Regions from separate parts of the Danio rerio genome. Here region 1 is linked to region 2. Evidence: chromatin contacts called from public Hi-C data. All regions are on one chromosome and are shown on one strand. The core of a region is the stretch at or near the end of the contact, and the rest is flanking DNA. Distances in the headings are between cores, read along the strand shown.

What was found. Hi-C and Micro-C count contacts between places; a contact is called where the count stands out from the background.
Region 1: a contact with region 2 is called in a Hi-C map of embryo, with 3 times the contacts expected there. The contact joins the promoter of pax6a here to the enhancer-like site in region 2. A contact is called at or near these places in 2 of 18 Hi-C or Micro-C datasets (embryo and an unstated tissue).

Annotation. Positions count from the first base shown.
Region 1 is chr25:15,990,290-15,994,457 of GRCz12tu, reverse strand. pax6a (paired box 6a) reads left to right here and starts at 2,285. Exons shown (of 13, transcript NM_131304.1): 1 at 2,285-2,636. It also overlaps a transcript of dnajc24 not described here.
Region 2 is chr25:15,695,321-15,699,118 of GRCz12tu, reverse strand. The region is part of intron 2 of LOC137489337 (a long non-coding RNA gene); the gene reads left to right. Among named protein-coding and RNA genes, the nearest start is that of mpped2, 61 kb to the right of the region's middle. Within about 2 kb of position 1,443, at least 3 of the 62 cell types and tissues checked have an H3K27ac peak or open chromatin away from gene starts, as enhancers often do.

The sequences.
Region 1 (4,168 bases), core at 1,036-3,535, 290 kb before region 2:
AATAAAACCATAAACACACAAGCGTGTGAAAAAAAAGAAAAGAAAGAATAATAATAATATTAATAATAATACAAATCCACCTTCAATGAAATCACGACTAGTGCCACAAATATTTTGTCAGGTGTATAAATTATCCACACGAGTGATTCTGTGTTCATGATGATTTAAACTGGCCGTCATGATTTTGTATTTATATAAAATCTAAATTGATTTGATTAACTTCTAATTAATATAATAGCATAAACACACAAGCATTTAACTGCCTGTAATATCCAACTACAAGAAAATGAAACAGAAAAAGCAATACATCGATTATCCCAAGAGCATAATAAACAACATTTATAAAGTTATTTACTTTGCCACTCAAACTGTCCAAAATATTTTGAAAATGTTATATTATTTATGTAGGGTATCTCTCTCTCTCTCTCTCTCTCTCTCTCTCTCTCTCTCTCTCACACACACACACACACACACTCACACACTCACACACACACACACACACACGCTCAAAAATCCAAAATCTGCAGAACTTTTTATTATCTATCTATCTATCTATCTATCTATCTATCTATCTATCTATCTATCTATCTATCTATCTATCTATCTATCTATCTATCTATCTATCTATCTATCTATCTATCTAATGTATCTATCTAAATTATCTATCTATCTATCTATCTATCTATCTATCTATCTATCTATCTATCTATCTATCTATCTATCTATCTATCTATCTATCTATCTATCTATCTATCTATCTAATGTATCTATCTAAATTATCTATCTATCTATCTATCTATCTATCTATCTATCTATCTATCTATCTATCTATCTATCTATCTATCTATCTATCTATCTATCTATCTATCTATCTCTCTATCTATCTATCTATCTATCTATCTATCTATCTAATGTATCTATCTAAATATCAAATAACGAGATAACGAGATATTGTAAAATAATAGTAAATAGGAATAAATTTTAAAAGTATATGTTATAAAGTATTTATGTTACTGAACATTTAACACTCGCTAATGTTCCAATATATAAAGTCGGTGAAAATGATAAGATGGATCCCCATGATAAGTAAGCAATGATTATGTGTGCCGGAGGGCTTCCCTTGCTTTTCCCTCTCTCTCCCAAACACACATACACACGCTTGGAAGCAGAGGGTCGGCGTAAGGGAAAGCTGGCTGGACAGATTTAAGTTTACGCCTGATCGCGCTCTGGAGTGCAGGCCAGCAGAGAGAGGGAGAGACAGCACCTGGCCCGGCTTTAGCATCCCCATCTCGTTTTATTGACAGCCTGATAAGCGGGGACAGGCCGTGCGGTTTCCAGTGGAGATTTCAAGATCTCTGCTGGGTTGCGCCGGTTTCGCGGGGTCTAAACGGTGCAGCATTTGATTCTTATGTCTGTGTTCTTTCTTTCAGAAATGTAAATTGAGATGTAATCTTAAATTAGGCAACTATTAGCAATAACGTCTTTTAAAGCAACAACAGGCCACAAAATACACTCATAAAAATAAAGCTGCTAGGAAAACCCAAAAAAAGGCTTTCACAATGAAGCCATTGGTTTAAAGAAAGTTTAAAAAAAGTTATTTACGTTTTAACAGTGTAAAATACATTGTAATAAAACCCCTTATCAACTATAAATAGGAATAATAAGTATGGAATGAAAATGGACATGAAACCATCCATCCCGAACCTTTTAAAGTGTAAAAGATTTTAGTTTTTAAATAAGCAAAATTATACCTATAGCATTTATGTTCTGACTATGGATTCATATTGCAATCAAAATGTTGTCCTTTGACACAAACGAGCTCAAGCAGTAGCTTATATAGCAAATACGGTGACTTTAGAGTTTTCAGCCACTTTGTGTAGGCCTAAAAATAAATATATTCTGTTGGTGAGTTTATAAACAGCAATAAACTGTTTATTTGTTATGTTTTTTGAACACCCTCTTCAAAATATTGTTGCTTGTGTGTGTCAACTAAAAAGTGTTCTTACATGTGTTTGTGTAGGCTACGCTACAAAATAACTAATTCGTGCATTCATTAAATGGTGGCTTGAAATAAGAGGAACCTCAAAGAAACTTGATATAGTTTATGCTCTGCATATCCGCACGCAGCAGACAGCCGTTCCTTCAACTTCCCGGTTTGGAGAATGATAAATGGCGTCAAGTGTGACGTGGTCTGTCACTCCAGCCAATCACTGCCAGGTTGAGGTTAATATTAAGAGAAAGTTGATGGTGAGAAGGAGATGTCTTTTTTATATTCCGAACCACGTTTAAAGAAAGAGGTATTTTGAACTCAAGACAACACGGTTAACGTCCGAGGTTTGCGTGTCTCGTAAGAAAGAAGAGGGAGAGTCCAATATTCGACCTGATTTCATCTGTTAAACAGGCTAGTATTTTCGTCGACTTCACAAAGGGGTTTGCAATCTCTCACAACCTTTTCCGAGGTTCTCTTTTCGAGGTTCCCTTGTTGGACTGGATATTATTTACTTTGGGACTAGTTTTGTGATTCGGATCCGGAGGGGCTCCATAGACACTCATTACTCTTCACTTGAAACTTGGAACCGTGCGTCTCATAACGAAATCCATTACGAATGTTTTGCTATCGGAACGGGTTTATTGAGGTAAGTTAGTTTAGTTCTAAATTCTACTTTACACATTTGCCCCATGTTACGACATCACATTATCGCGCTGACAAATTGAGTTAATCACGAGAATACTGTAAATTTGACTGGCATATACTTTCCAATGAAACTATGCCGTGAAATTAATTTATTCTCTGCCCAGTGCACAATACTCGCCAGTATGCTAAATTGCTTTATGTACAGCATAATATCGTATTATTGATTTATTAAGTATTGAAAGACATTTATAAAACTGAAGACCGTCACCGGGAATGATGAGAAATGTTATGCCATATGAGAGTAAACAGTTTAATAATTAAAACAGTTTGCTGAGTTGCTAACTTCTGTGCTGTTTTAAAAAAGCATTTTTATTATCATGAATCGCTCCGGATCAGCAAGTCTTTATTTAATTGTAGCATATTAAACAAAGCAACTTACATATTGGACGTATAACTTTGCGATTAAGTTGCATAACATGGTGTATTTGTTTCAAAATACAATACCGTTTTATACTTTTTAAAAATAATTAATAATAATAATAATATTACAATATTGCATTTATAAAATAAACGTATATAATTTAGTTATAACGTCTAGCATATAACATGTACTGCTACTAAAGTAAACATTTTTTTTCTTCTAGTGTCGTGTTTGCCATAAAGTTACACACACACACACACACACACACACACACACACACACACACACACACACACACACACACACACACACCCAATGTAATGCAGTTCTTTTCATAAAGCAGTTATTGCATTTAGAGACTATTAGATTATTAGAAATATAATCACGTGCTTCCATGCAACTGCATTTTCATAGCCTAGTAAAATACAGCAAGAAACTTCAAAAATAAAGTTCCCACTTAACCTCCTATGCATAAACTTTGCCCTGAATGCAGATTACACGGCCCATAAACTCTGTCACAACTGAGACACGTCAGGTTATCGAAATAATTTAAATACTACCTTTATATCACATTCAATAACTAAAAACAATTCAAATCTTAAGGCTGCAAAACAAATCTCCGCATCTCTCCTCTAATCTGTGAAAGAAAGAACAGAAATAATTATGAAAATTATTAGCCAGCCACATCTTCTGTCTATTATAGCTTAATGAAATAGAATAAGGTGTAACTTGCTTCTGTTGGAACATGGCGTTAAACAGAAGGGCCCTTTTGCCAGTGCGGTGGTCTATGTCGCTGTGGGCAACCGCATCAAAAAAGCCCCATCCCCCAGAACATGGTGACTGGATGTGGGTCTTGCACTGGCCATAACGATAAACCTTTCCCACATTGCCTTAATAAGAGCCAGTCTATCTCACTCGCTCTCACTGACGTCATTTGCATTCAGTCCTATCCCCGCCCCTTATTATTATTATTTCTCCCTGTTTAAAACTTTTAGTGAGAGGCGAGGCATGGTCTATTCTGCCCGAGGGAAATAGCGACAAGATTAGGTTCTTTTTCATGACCAAACACCGCTGACTGCTAATCCGAACTGTGCTAATTGATGGGAGGACTA
Region 2 (3,798 bases), core at 194-2,693:
TTCAGAATGACTTTGCGTTGCTACATCTAGTATGGATGGAAAATGCATTGTATTTTGCAATATATTATTATTATATGCATTACATTAGATTTAATTTGAGAAGTTTATTTATAAGCTAATTTCGAGAGGATCGCTTGCATATAATCGACCAAGGATGGTCCCATATTAGCCATCACATAATTTACCAATCAGACAAATCCAAACATGCATAAATATCTAGATTTTTTTTACCTCAAGCCGCGGTCACGCTAGAGTTTGAGCATGTAAAACTACAAGATGATTAAACATTAAAAAAGCGAGCGATTTGTTAATATTTTACATTTCTGTCCAGAGAGATCATGTTTTGATCTTCGATTGGTCTTACGCAATCACATGATGTGATTTCGCAGGTCAGAGTTTCCTAAGCTTGAACTTTCCAATGCAGTGAACTGTGAAACTTGTCGCAAAAGCTTGCGTTTCCGGTCTGCTGCATTCGCATCAGTCTGAATGGAAGTCTCTGGGGAGAAAAGTCCAGTGTGCGTTTGAGTGTTTTTAGTACTGTGTTACGAATGTAACCGCACCCACTGCTGATAAACGATATTATATTGAATCGCAACAAAACTTTTGTCAATAACAATGATAAGCTCTGGACTTTTTTACTATATATTGAGCCAATCACACAGCTGAAATGTGCAGTAATGGGAATATAAATGTATGTTAATATTAAACATGTACTGAAATGTTGGCCACCGAAAATTTTAAATATGTTATGTCAGTTAATGGACCCTCTTATTTTTGTGGCTTCAGTCATTTTTGGTGTACGCTCTTAAATCTGGAAGCAACAACGTATATCGAAATATATATATCGTTATCATTCAATAGGAAAAAAATTATCGAGATTGCATCATTGCCATATTGCCCAGCCCTAATTCCACAATGGCAATCCCTGATACACAAAGGAATAAACCAAATGGATGAATTTAGGAGAGCCTTTCTGAGCTCAGACTCCCCTTTCTCCTAATGAAATGAAAAAAGGGGTAACCTAGGTGCCCTTTAAGTATGGAATATATAGGTCAGCAGCATGCAGTGAGTCATACATATTTTAGCTATATGGCTTCCATACATTTCCTCAGAGGCAATCATATTCTGGGCCTCAGAAAAATAATTTTTAAAAATTAATTAAATTAAACTAATTGACTAGGTAGACATTCTATCTCATACTAGTTTTGTCACATTAAAATCTAGAAAGTTAAAGTGGTACAGCATTAGAACATATGTGTATTTAGAAATGTGTTTGTCAGATTAGGCCTCTGTGCAAAATCTCTTCAGTCTATCTCTAACCATCACAGGAAACCTCAGCATGTCCCAAACGAAAGGCAGGCAGAGTGACACGACCCTGTGTGAGTGTGTGTGAAGTGCTCACTGTGGGGCATGGACAGCAGCTGTGTTCGTCCACTCAGGGCTGTGCATGTGTGTGTGTGTGTCCTGGGGTGTGAGGCTCTGCAGAAGGTGGTTTAGCCACAGCTTGGCAAAGTCGTCTGTTTGCTGAGGAGGTGACCAGGAACCCTGGGGGAACTGAAGAGGACACACACGCAAAAACATGCATGCAATCCAGGACACACAAACATTGCAAACTATGACATATATAATTATATATATAAATGCACAGACATGCGGAAACACACGCACAACACCTCATGACAGGTGCATTAGGTGCACATTACATTAACCGCGCTCATTAGAAAAACAACTTAATTACATGTCAAAGAGCAAATTTGAGGAAGAGAATGAAGCTCTCAATTGTGTTGTATAGAGTATTAGCTTTTTCTGTGTGTAGGTGGTAAATAAAACACAAGTTATATGATTGCTAACATTAAAGATATAAAGATTTTTTTAAAAGTCAATTGTGTGTGTCTGTAGCTCAGATATTTTAGTATTTTAAAAAAATTGATTGGATCTTAATGCGTTTTTAGGACATTTATTTATTTATTTTATTTTCAGCTTAGTCCCTTTATTAATCAGGGGTCACCACAGTGGAATGAACCGACAAATTATCCAGCATATGTTTTTACGCAGCGGAGGCCCTTCCAGCTGCAACCCATCACTGGGAATCACCCATACATTTCCATTCACACACATAAACTACAGACAATTTAACTTTAACTCTCGCCACTTCCACCTCTTCATCCTGCACCTGGACTCACACTGTATCAGCCACTCTGTAAACTTAAGACCATGGGTGGTAGGGCTGTGCGTTTAATCAAAATCAATCTGAAACGTTGCGATTTTTAATAATATTTATAATTGCAGCAACTGTTTAGAATCAATAGCCCCTTTCACACATACAGACCTTTCCGGAAAATTGCCGGCAATTTTCCGGAAAGGTTGTATGTGTGAACAGGTCCTTTTTGAAAATAACGGTAAATTCGTTTTGGCTATTTTCCGGAAAGAGAAGTTGTAACATTACCGGCAATTTGCCGGAATGCTGCGCTGTGTGAATGCAGAAGGAAGATTCCCGTAATAAGCGCGTGCACGTCTAGAACGTGCTGACGTGAGAAGTCTGCTTTAGCCAATCACAACAGTCAGACGCATTTACGTCCGCGCGGTTTGTGAGAATAAAAGCCTTTGAATATTTTTCCAGACACATTTAGCTGCTAGAAGTTAGTCAGATCACGTTTATATGTTCTTCTTAATGCCAACTGTGTAAATAATCATCGATGAGATGCTTATGATAAGCCGTTGTTTGTTTACGTTCGTGTGCCTGTGAAACAGCCTGTGAGCGCCTGCACACGCACATATTATGAACATCTCGACATGCGAAAGTGATCCTGCGAAAATTGTTCACAATATTGATCATCCACAGAGTTTGTAATTTAGTCAAATGTTTACAAATACAAACGCAGCCGTTTAAAGCTCATTCATGTGGTGAATGATGTCAGAATTTACCGCTATTTTGGAATGGATGTGTGAATGCTCTTTTCCGGAAAAGTTCCGTAACGTCCTCGCCTGTGTGAACAGCGCTTTTTTCAATATACCGGTAAACTCTTTCCGGAAATTTTCCGGATATTTACCGGTATCACTGTGTGAAAGGTGCTATTAAAAGTGTCCAAGAAGATGTCTAAAATCTTAAGACGCATGAACCCAGAGACTGTAGATGCATGTCACTGATGAGAAGATCACAGATGTTTACTGTATGATGACCGAAATGATCTAAGGATGTTACAGCTTGACGTTGTGTGAACGTTACCAATATGAGGTCTATCAGATACTGGATTTTATTTGCCATAACTGACGAATAAATATAAGTATTTGACATCAATATGACTTGTTTATGATGTTGGCTGGATGTTGGATTTTGGTCACTTTCCAACACAACCCAAAATCAACCAAATATCAACGTCATTTGACGTCGTTATTGGACAACAAAATTTGATTGTTTATAGACACTGGCAAGGAATTGAAATTTGGTCACCTGACATTACAAACGAAATCTAACGTAATATTAACATTGTAAGATGTCATGTGCCTGCTGGGCAATAACTAAATGTCTAGCCATCAGCATCAGGAATGTTGTTTCTCTAGACTGTTTTAAGAAACTTTTCAAGACTCACTTTTTTGCTGTTGCTTTTAATTTAGGCTGAATATTTTTGTCACTTTTAATTATTAAAATTTGTTGTTCATATTTTATTTTCTTATTGTGCAGTTTTTACAGTTTTATTATTGTTCTGCTTTGTTACTGTTTGGCCTGTATGCCTTGTGCTTTGAGTCTGAGAAAAGCGCACTATAAATGAAATGTATTATTATTATTAACTAGATTTT